Linked DNA regions of Mus musculus: regions 2 and 3 are each linked to region 1. The links are chromatin contacts, called in public HiCAR-type maps. All regions are on one chromosome and are shown on one strand. The core of a region is the stretch at or near the end of the contact, and the rest is flanking DNA. Distances in the headings are between cores, read along the strand shown. Region 1 holds the start of Hspa14 (heat shock protein 14). Region 2 has its middle 4.8 kb from the start of Gm52545. Region 3 overlaps Frmd4a (FERM domain containing 4A).

What was found. HiCAR-type assays count read pairs that join an accessible place to other places.
Region 2: a contact with region 1 is called in a HiCAR-type map of astrocytes, with 2.1 times the contacts expected there. The contact joins the enhancer-like site here to the promoter of Hspa14 in region 1. A contact is called at or near these places in 10 of 39 promoter capture datasets (the 3T3-L1 cell line, the HPC-7 cell line, HPC-7-derived erythroid cells and 6 more) and 1 of 115 datasets of contacts at active chromatin or transcription factors (astrocytes).
Region 3: a contact with region 1 is called in a HiCAR-type map of astrocytes, with 3 times the contacts expected there. The contact joins the enhancer-like site here to the promoter of Hspa14 in region 1. A contact is called at or near these places in 4 of 39 promoter capture datasets (embryonic stem cells, hippocampal neurons and liver), 1 of 484 Hi-C or Micro-C datasets (bone marrow-derived macrophages) and 3 of 115 datasets of contacts at active chromatin or transcription factors (astrocytes, forebrain and large pre-B cells).

The regions. Positions count from the first base shown.
Region 1 is chr2:3,511,324-3,514,651 of GRCm38.p6, forward strand. It overlaps Hspa14 (heat shock protein 14), which reads right to left and starts at 1,491. Exons shown (of 14, transcript NM_015765.2): 1 at 1,311-1,491. The coding sequence starts at 1,367. It overlaps Cdnf (cerebral dopamine neurotrophic factor), which reads left to right and starts at 1,742. Exons shown (of 4, transcript NM_177647.4): 1 at 1,742-1,918. The coding sequence starts at 1,804.
Region 2 is chr2:4,035,167-4,038,247 of GRCm38.p6, forward strand. It overlaps a transcript of Frmd4a not described here. Among named protein-coding and RNA genes, the nearest start is that of Gm52545, 4.8 kb to the left of the region's middle. Within about 2 kb of position 1,770, at least 17 of the 459 cell types and tissues checked have an H3K27ac peak or open chromatin away from gene starts, as enhancers often do. A contact at or near this core is called in astrocytes, where this site is marked.
Region 3 is chr2:4,443,981-4,447,414 of GRCm38.p6, forward strand. All of the region lies in intron 2 of Frmd4a (FERM domain containing 4A), which reads left to right. Among named protein-coding and RNA genes, the nearest start is that of Gm23691, 65 kb to the left of the region's middle. Within about 2 kb of position 1,866, at least 112 of the 459 cell types and tissues checked have an H3K27ac peak or open chromatin away from gene starts, as enhancers often do. A contact at or near this core is called in astrocytes and liver, where this site is marked.

The DNA of each region.
Region 1 (3,328 bases), core at 241-2,740:
ATTGTAATGGAATTTTAGAAATGCCATTGTATCTGGCATTCACTCAGGTGCCTGAGTGACACCCATTCAGGCCTTAAAGTCATCTTCTGTAAATAATCAGTGATGGGACTTATGGGGTTGCTCTTCCTTTGGGAATTTCAAACTGAGGAATTGCATAACCTCAGTAGCAAGACATTCTTGGCAAACCAGGAATTTTTGCAATGGTTGATAATTGCTTAGGCAATGGGTCCTTCAGACAACGAGATCAGAGAAGACATTCTGGTATTCAGTAATTGACTTGCCAAAAGGCCTTTTTTTCGTAACAATCAATAAAAGCACAAGGCTACCCGAGTTCAGTCCTCAGACTACTCCACCTTGCAAAACCTTACTAGGTTGGCAGTGTCTCTCTTTCTTAGATTGTCCCTCATAAACTGGTCTTTTAACTGCCACTATTTGTTTCTTATAGTTTAATAAAAGGCTTCTTCTAGCCCATGCATTTTCCCGTTTAGATCTGTGCAGTAAGCTGGATCAAATGTATACAACATTCTATACCTAGCAAGCATGATTACACGACTCTCCCACAAATACAGCTTTTCCACCTGCTTCCCTACAAACGAAGTAGCTACTCCCCTGGGACTTTCCTGATAAATCGAATGAGACTTAAAACCGAAGATAGCATCGGTTAAATTCCTTAACATTGTTCCTTCTCCATCGATATTGAGGAGGAAAAAGCTATAGTTCCTTGTTAAGTTCTCAGTTCTAGAATCAAGTGTGTACAGCAAGAGTCAGTTCTTAACTAGGAACCCTTCTCTCGAGGGCAGTTACACAGTGCTCTGGTTGCTCAGAAATTCAAATACCTCCCACCTCCGGGAACCCCGAACCAGTGACGTCACCGTGACCTCTTAGGGACTCTGCGGTCAGTTGTCACTAGGACTTCTCTAGCATCCAGGGGGTCCTGACATCCAGGTTTGTTCTAGGCGTCTTTACAAGAACGATGTCCCCCGCCCCGAGGACTCCAGGCATCCTGGAGCCCTGACGTCTTTTGAACTCTTCTGGGCATCCTATGGCCCGGTCTCCTAAGTGCACCCTGCATGCTTGAGGCCTTTTCGTCCCTAAAACTCCTCAAACAGCCAAGACGTCCAGGATACCCTGGAGTATCCAAGATCCGGCTCTCTGTATCCACCCTCCACACAGCGTGCTTGGCCTTGGAGGGAGAGCCGAGAACCCGCAACATTGCCACTTGCTTGCACGCACGGTTCCCGGGCCGATGACCCGGAGCCCAGAAAACAGGGTGGCCGCCACGGAACCCGGAGACAGCTTCCCAGGCTCACCTTGTAGACAGCCACACAGGCTGATGTGCAGCCCAGGTGCACGCCGATCGCCGCCATAAGGCGGCGGAGACCACGGCAGCTCAACGAAGGACCCTTCAGCAGCTTCAGCTAGCTTCCTCGGAACAAGCCCATCAGGCACTGCGGAGACTTCACGTTCCCGCCCGCCTACTGCGTCCGGTCTGCTGCGCCGGCCTCCCAAGTCGCAGCCAATCAACATAAGGATGCCGCCTTTCATCAGAACGGTTAGCCAATAGTTTTAGCGCATCACTCCGCGCTCCTTGGGAGCCCGGCGTAAACGCCGGTCTGCTCAAGCTCAAGCCGGAAAGGCCCGGAAGAGGGTCATTAGCTCCTCCCTCTCCTGAGCGCCGTTCATCAGAGCCAATGGGAACGCCTGGTGAGATTGCGTCACTTGTTTCCTGCCTCTTTCCGGCTTCACGAGGCAGCCCCCACTACAGTAAGGAAGGTGTGGGTAGTTCCGGGTCCCAGGCTCAGCATGCGGTGCATCAGTCCAACTGCTCTGGTGACCTTTTGCGCCGGGTTTTGTATCTCGAACCCTGTGCTGGCGCAGGGCCTGGAGGCCGGTGTGGGGCCGAGGGCTGACTGTGAAGGTGAGCGGTGTGTGACCTGCTTGCATGGCGGCGACACCGCGCTCAGCCTAGCAATTGCCTAAGCAGCTTCTCCCGGCCCAAGCTGTAAATAACATTTCACCCTTCTGCTTTTGCTGTCATTATTAAGGTGGCGCAGAAAAAGGAGTGAAATAGGATTCGTATTAGATTTTGTGCAAATGGTCTCCGCTGCCAACTTGATTTTGTTGCTCCTAACCGAGGAGACTTGCTTCTCTGCTCAGAAGACATGTTTTGAGGTTCAAACTAATTGCCATTCCTAGGAGGTAAATAAAACATGGCAATACGTTAGGGTTGCTGAAATCAAAGACAAGGGTACGGCTGACTAGGACTTTATAGACAAGCTGCTTTACAAAGGAGCACATTAATTCCTAGAGAACGATAAAATAGACGCCTGTTTTCTTCTGTGGACTTGGCGATCATACCTTCAATTCCACCATCCCACCTGGTTTTGAGGGTGTTATAGTACCTAGGTTTTGTAAAAACAAAACAAAACAAAAAAACAGTGTATTTTGTAGAGGACTGTTAACAAGAGCCAAGATGAACAGTTTTGATAGTCCCTTTGGGACCACTGTAGCACTTCTTGTTTTATTGAAGTGATGTAAACATATATCTTCTCATCTTGAGAGCAGATGTACTGAACAGAAAATGGAGACAAGATTCATGTGGAATGGGCAGTTGAGTCTTATTGTAAGTAAATAGTATTAATAGTAGTTGGAGTCCAGCTTTCTATCAGCAATTATCAAACCTTCCTCTAGAAATTTAAAATAAGTTTAGATGTTATTTAAAATTTCTGTAGCTAAAGATACTGGTTTAACAGTTATAATTTCAGTTAAAGATCTCATCTTGGGCAAGCAGGATTTTATTATAGAACTTCAAACTATTTTGAAATCATTATAGATTGATGTATGAAACTACTTTAATAAACAAAAAAGGGCTGGAGAGATGGCTCAGTGGTTAAGAGCACTGACTGCTTTTCCAGAGGTCCTGAGTGCAATTCCCAGCAACTACATGGTGGCTCACAATCTGTAATGGGGTCTGATGCCCTCTTCTGGTGTGGCTGAGGACAGTGACAGTGTACTCACATATATAAAATAAATAAACCTTAAACAAAACAAAACAACAAAGAAAACCCTGAACCTTAAATAACAACAATGTAACACACACATTTGACATCACACCAATGCACACAAATGGGGACCCTTAAGTTACTAGCTCCATCATCTGTGCTGAGGTTATCAGAGACTAATCCAAGGACATCCAAGGGTTGAACTTGGGTTTCTCTGTGACTCCCGACAGTATTAGAATTTTTTCTTTCCTGAAGTCCCTGCCTTGATGACTTTGACATTGCCGCTGCTCTGTCTTTGCCTCCATCACGGCAAACATTTTCCAGAT
Region 2 (3,081 bases), core at 520-3,019, 520 kb after region 1:
GAAGGAAGACTTGGGTCATGGTGGGAGTCATCCAACAAGGGGATGAGTGTGCAGGTTCCCAGGTCTGTGGCCACAGAGGGCTGTACTTGTAGTGATTGGTAGAGAGGAACACTGCTGGTAGAACTCAGGCTTAGAGATATGTAAGGACAAGAAAGGAAAATCTATGTATTACTCATTGTACCCAGTCTCGTACTGAGTACCAAAGGGGAGCAGAGCACTGTCCAAGACAGTATTCCATCCAGGGACCTTCAATGTGGGCTGGCTGAGAGCATAAAGAAGAAAGGACAAGGACAAGTAATGAGAAACCAATGAGAGATGGGCAGAAATGCTATGGAGATTCAAAGAGGAGCTCTTGGATGACAGGGGAACCAGGATAATTAAGTATTGGACCTCTCTCGAGGGGGTATTAGAGCCCAGGTTACAGTGTTGAGAAGAGTAGAAGGAACATGTATGAAAACCAGAGCACAATAAATTCCCTTTTGTCTTTGTGTAGTCTTTCATTTTAGTAGGAGGCTGGGTATCAGAGCTCATAGGCCCCATTTGTATACCTGTGAACACGTGTGTGTGTGTGTGTGTGTGTGTGTGTGTGTGTGTGTGTGTGTGTGTGTATGTGTGTGTATGTGTGTGTGTGTGTGTGTGTGTGTGGTGTGTGTTTGTGTGTGTGTGTATGTGTTTGTATGTGTTTGTGTTTGTGTGTGTGTGTGTGTGTGTGTGTGTGTGTGTGTGTGTGTGTGTTACATGTGGAGGCCCAAGGTTAACACCAGTTAGTATCTTCTTCAGTTGTTCTTTACTTTAAAGTCTGACACAATCTCACCCTGAACCTGGACCTTACTGATTCAAATAGGCTGACTAGCTAGCAGGCCACATGGCTCTTCCAATCTCCACTTCCACAGAGCTGTGATTGTGGCCATAGACTTGATATAGCACCATGGGTTCCAGGGGGACATGTCACAATCAGGTTCTAATGGACTCATGGCAAGTGGTTTACTGACTGAGCCATATCTGCAGCTCCAGAACACCCTCTTAGTAAACAGCCACAATGGCGTGGACACACTTCCAATCAATGCCTCCAGTTCTTTGAAGGAGGCAGTAGCTGTTAAACCTGAGACTTAAAAGCAGTGCACGAACTGCTCTGAGATGAAAGACATATACGGAGGGAGAAGCATCTTTGAATTTAAAAAAAGAATTCACTATTTCATATGAAAGCCAGGCTGTCTTTCCCCCTCAATCTGCTTCTGCATAATTTTAGTCTATTTTTCTAATTATGGTAACTGAACAAGAAAAGTCCCAACTGCTGTTCACATTCTTACAACTTCTCCTCAAGGAGAAAAAAAAATAATAACTTGGAAGTCCGTATCTGTGCCAGAGAAAATGGAACAAAGACAGGGTGTTAATTTTCTTTGTGTAAGTTGTCTTTGGCACATTTCTTTCCTTTCCTGCCCAAATAATTTTAAAAAGGAGTATCATTGAAGACCAATTAAAGGGATTTGGATGAGGTTCTGAGTTTGCGGTTGGTATCAATCAATTGTGCAATTTGGCCATCACTAGCCCTTCAAAAATGGCTACATTTAACTGTAGCTGAAGGAATAGAAATGAGATGGAGCCCTCTTTTGTCTGAACAACAGCTTCAAAGGGCTGAAAATGTGGGGGTTTCTTCATTCTTTGAATCAGAGGTTGTCCATTTGGCAAGGAGAAAATGTAGCCAATGTGCCTTGGATTCTTGGCCAGTGAATGCTGGCCCGCTACTTCCAACAACAGAATCATAATGAATCCAATAGAGAGGAAGAAAGGACAGCAGGGCAGGAGATGGGAAACTGGAGTTCGGACTCTGTGAGGGAGTACTGCGACTGAAAACACAAGCAGCCATATCCTTCGGTGTGCCTGTATCACCAGTCCTGTTGAGACCAGTCCCCTGGCATTTCTCTAGAGCTCGCTGGGGACGCCAACGGATGGTGTTAGACAACACTGTTGATGGAGGCTTCCCAATCCCCACTCCTTATTTCTGAAAGTCCCTAGTACAGCTGACTGCCTGTCTTTCAAGTTATCACCTTGCAAAAGGACTACTTCTTGGTTTTCTCTCTAGTTTTCTCTTGTGGTTAGCAAATTGGAGCGGTGTTCAGTGGGAGAGAGGGGGCTCTTCCTTCAGGTCAATGTAAAGCCTTGTTTCTGGGGTGTCTATAAGACACAACAGAGATTATGTATCTGTGCATTCTTTTTTAAGCTTATTTCTGGAGAGTGTATTCCCACCGAGGACCCTCCTCCTGATTGGCTGGTAGATCACCCTGCAAGTTTCTGTTCCATTATGATATGTTGACTTCACCCTTGAATATTATTTCTGACTTATCCTTGGGCTCAAATTAGGAGCTTTCTGATATTTATCATGTTCCTGGTGACAGTGGAATGCAAAAAATAAACAAAAAACACAATGTAGCAAAGAGAAGTATGAAAAGTCAGACACCAAGAATAAAAGAAAACACAGCCATTCAAGACCAGCTAAAGGGGATTTGAATGGGAGGCTCAGAGTCTGCAGTTTGTACAAATCAATAGTGCAATTTGACCATCAATAGACTTTGAAAGGCTCTTCCAAAATGGTTGCATTTAACTGTAGCTGAGGGTTAGAAATGAACTCCAGTGAAGAGTCCTCCTTTGTTTAAAAGCCTGAGCTTCAGATGACTGGGAAGTGGTTTTCCCCTTCAATGTTCAAACCAATGTTTGTCGATTAGCAGTGTGTACTGGTGACAGAGAAGAGTAAAAACATCTTCCCTCAAGCAACACTCTGTTTCAAGTGGTTTCCATTTTCTTGGACCCTGTGTCAGATAGGGATTAGAATCTTCTTAAAACCCAAAACAAATATCTTTATATAGTTATGAATTTCCTAAATTCTCAATCATTTTCTCAGGATCCCCCTTTCCTTCATATCCCAACCCCCTCCTCAGCACATACACATTTCTACAGGCTGAGAGTTTCAGATATATGAAATAAGCTGTAGCTTTTGGTTGGTGGTTGAATCATGTCACATTTTTCAAGAGCTGGATGAATGTAAGGTGAGAAACATGAACACTACTCCTCAGGCAGAGCCTC
Region 3 (3,434 bases), core at 616-3,115, 930 kb after region 1:
TATAAAGTAAACATAGTCACCCATGCCAACCATTTGCCTAACAGAACAGAGCGTACACTCGTAGACATCAGAAGAAAGGGCAGTCTTTGGAGTAAACTGCATTAACTAGAATCCCATATATCAGGGTTATTTTTTTCTTGTTTCACCATCAATCCAAGCAAAAGGCACCCAGACTTCTAATCATGCACGGGGTTGGTCTCCGTGATGACTAGCTTCCATCACAAGTCATTTCATTAGCATAACCTCAAAGTCATAAACTCTCCTGCCAGGGGCTGCTGAGATGGCTTTGTGGGTAAAGTGCTTGCCACTTAAGCCTGATTACCTGAGTTCAATCCCCAGGACCCAAAGGATGGAAAAAGAGAACAAACTTCAGCAAACTGTCCTCTGGCCTCACCACTGGTGCTCCACTTAGATAGATAGATAGATAGATAGATAGATAGATAGATAGATAGATAGATAGATAGATAGATAGATAAATGCAGTGTAAAAACTTTATCCTTATACTCAAGACAATCACAGAGTATAGTGCCAGCGCCAGGAACCAGAGACAACAGCAGTCAGATTCTTAAATCTAAAGGGACAGCTATGGCTGCAGCGTAGTTCTGTGGTAGCATTCTTGTCTACCATGCTTGAGGTCCCGGGCTCCCAAATATTGCAAAAACAAACAAACAGACGCAATGGCTAAAGGGTCAGGCACCCAGATCTCAAACTTTGGTTACACTTGTTGAAATAAGATCAAAGTTAATGTTTAGAGTCTCAGCTTCCAAGCATGGACTTCGATGTTAGTCCAAATTTTAAATGCTACTATATCAGCCACAGTGGGTACTGCAATAAAAGGCCACAGGCTAGGTGGAGGGATTAAAGTCAGAAATGCATGTCTCACAGGCCTAGATGATAGAAGTCCAAGAGCGGATGTAAGCAGGGTTATCTTTCCAGAGCCGTCTCTCTGGCTTGCAGCTGGCTGCATTCCTTCTGTCTTCATGTGGCCTTGGCTTTATATCCTCCTCCCTCCTCCTCCTCCATCCCTCCCCTCCTCCTTGCCTCCTCTTCATGGTCTTCTTTTTCTTTCTCCTCCTTTTTCTTCTCCTTTCCTTCTTCCTCTTCTTCTTCCTCCTGCCCCTTCTCCTCCTCCTCCTTTCTTCTACTTTTTCCTTTTTCTTCCTCCTCCTCCTTTCTTGACACTGATCCTGTTGAATGGAGACTCTGCCCCTATAACTTCATTTAGTCACCTCTTCAAAGGTCATTTCAGAATCCAGCTACTTTCTAAGACTCCATGATTTGGATGTTAACAGTGGATTTGAGGGGGTGGAGAAATGACTCCGGTGTGAAGAGCACTGCTGTAGGAGAGGACCCAGGTTCAGTCTCAAGTACCATATGAGACTCTTACAACCACATGTGGCTCCAGCTCCAAGGGATGCAGTGCCCTCTTCTGCCCTCTTTAGGCACCTGTACTCACATGTCCATACACTGAGACATACACACAACTTAAAAATGAAACTATTTTTAAGAAACAATAAGTTTAGAGAGGGGCAATTCAACCCAAAACCATGACCCTGGGTACATAATCTTCTCAAGTCTTAGAATCTACTTTGTTTTTTGATATGTAAGGAAAAGAACAAGCAGTAATCACATGTACAAAAGCTGCTGGGAAGCCAGGGAACAGCAGGGACGCTGCCTGCTAGCCTGCCCCTGGCAGTGCCGCAGCCTCACCGCACCATTTTTATAAGGACACAGTGGCTTGCTGTCTGGAATGAGCCATCCGTTTCTCTGTCTGAAAGTCAGTATTTCCCAGTCATGGGCTTCTCTTGTTCCAGCTCTGAGACACTTGGCAAGTCCACAGAGCAAGCCAAGCATCAGCTGGGTTCAGCCCTAGCCAGCTCAGACTTGAGTCATCACTCTGAGTTAAGCTTGTATCACCCACTCTAGCACTCTGTCGTAGCCACCGTAAGTTGTGGCTAAGGACTCCCAGGTGTCCCTGCTCCTCTGTGGCCACACACAGCAAGTCTGTATGCCTGCGACTTAAAGAACCTTTATGTACACTCTGACATAACTGTGTGGAAATCCAGAAAACCCCATAAGACTAAGCCCTCAGGCTGCTGGGAGCTCACAGAACAAAAAGACCAGGATGCTAACGGCATCTGAGGCCAAATTGCCTGCGCCACCACCAAACCCCAAGAACTTTACAACTACACGAGGAGTTCCCTTTGGCAGGCTCTCTGCCTGTGGCAGGGATCCCAGTGGCTGAGCTGTACCACTGAAGAAGCTCATTCAAAAGTTATTTCCTCACAAACAGCTTCCCTAGTCTTACATCCAGATGTGTTACTAAATAAGTGGTGACCTCCCAAAAGTGCCTGCAGAAAGGCTGATTCTTCTAGGCCCACCCAGCCCTGAAGTTACACTAGTCATCATAAGATGCCTTTTCTTCAATGTTGTGGTTATAGCCAGTACATTAGACCCTAGACTAAAGGAAAACGGTCATTGTCCCCATCTCCCAAGAGCATGCAGTCTAAAGAGTGAAATGTCAATCCAGTCAGATATATAGAGACGAATTTCTAAAAGTAGAAGCACTGAACCAAGAAGGGAAACAGCAAAGAGATAAGATTTTTAAGTCAGCCACCCATGCATGGTGTGTTATAGCTCAGAGTGCTTTCCCAAGTAAGAATAGAAAAGCCCTGCCCTGTCTTTCACAGAAGTTTTCAGACTACTGTATCTTTCCATCTTTTGCAAAATGTTCCCTGGCCAAGTTCTCATGGAGACCAAGAGATTCTCAACTGCTATGACGCAGTAGGAGAGGGGAAACAGAAAGGAGAACACTCGGGTTGGAATAGTAGACATGGGATCCTCTGTGGTTCTGCAAATGGACATGTGCATATTATACAAAAGGAATATAGTTCAGATTTTGAGATAGGGCCTCATGGTGTAGTTCCATCTGGCCACAAAATTATAATTCTCCTGCCTACCCTGCTTTGTGCTGGGATTACAGGTGTATAAAACTGTCTTCTTCCCTCTCCCTCCCTCCTTCCCACCACTGTGTGTGTGTGTGTGTGTGTGTGTGTGTGTGTGTGTGTGTGTGTGTGTGTGTGTGTGTGTTAGTGTCTGCATGTGTGTACATGTATATGGCAGACAACCTTAGATATCATTCCTCAGTTGCTATCCACATTGTAGTTTTGAGACAGGGTCCCTGGCTGGTTTAGACTTCACCAAATAAGCTAGATTGGCTGCTGAGTAAAACCCAGAGATCTGTCTATCTCTGCATCCCCAGTAGTGGAGTACAATGATCCACCACCACCTTCACCCACCTTCTCATTTCTTACTGGATGCAAGGGTGGCTGTCAGAGGTAGAGTACCTGGGAACCTATTGGTCAGAATGGAGAGATGAGATGGACCTCGGGTGACAGCATTGTGCCAGTGGGTAAAAGCCTGAAAGGTTCCCA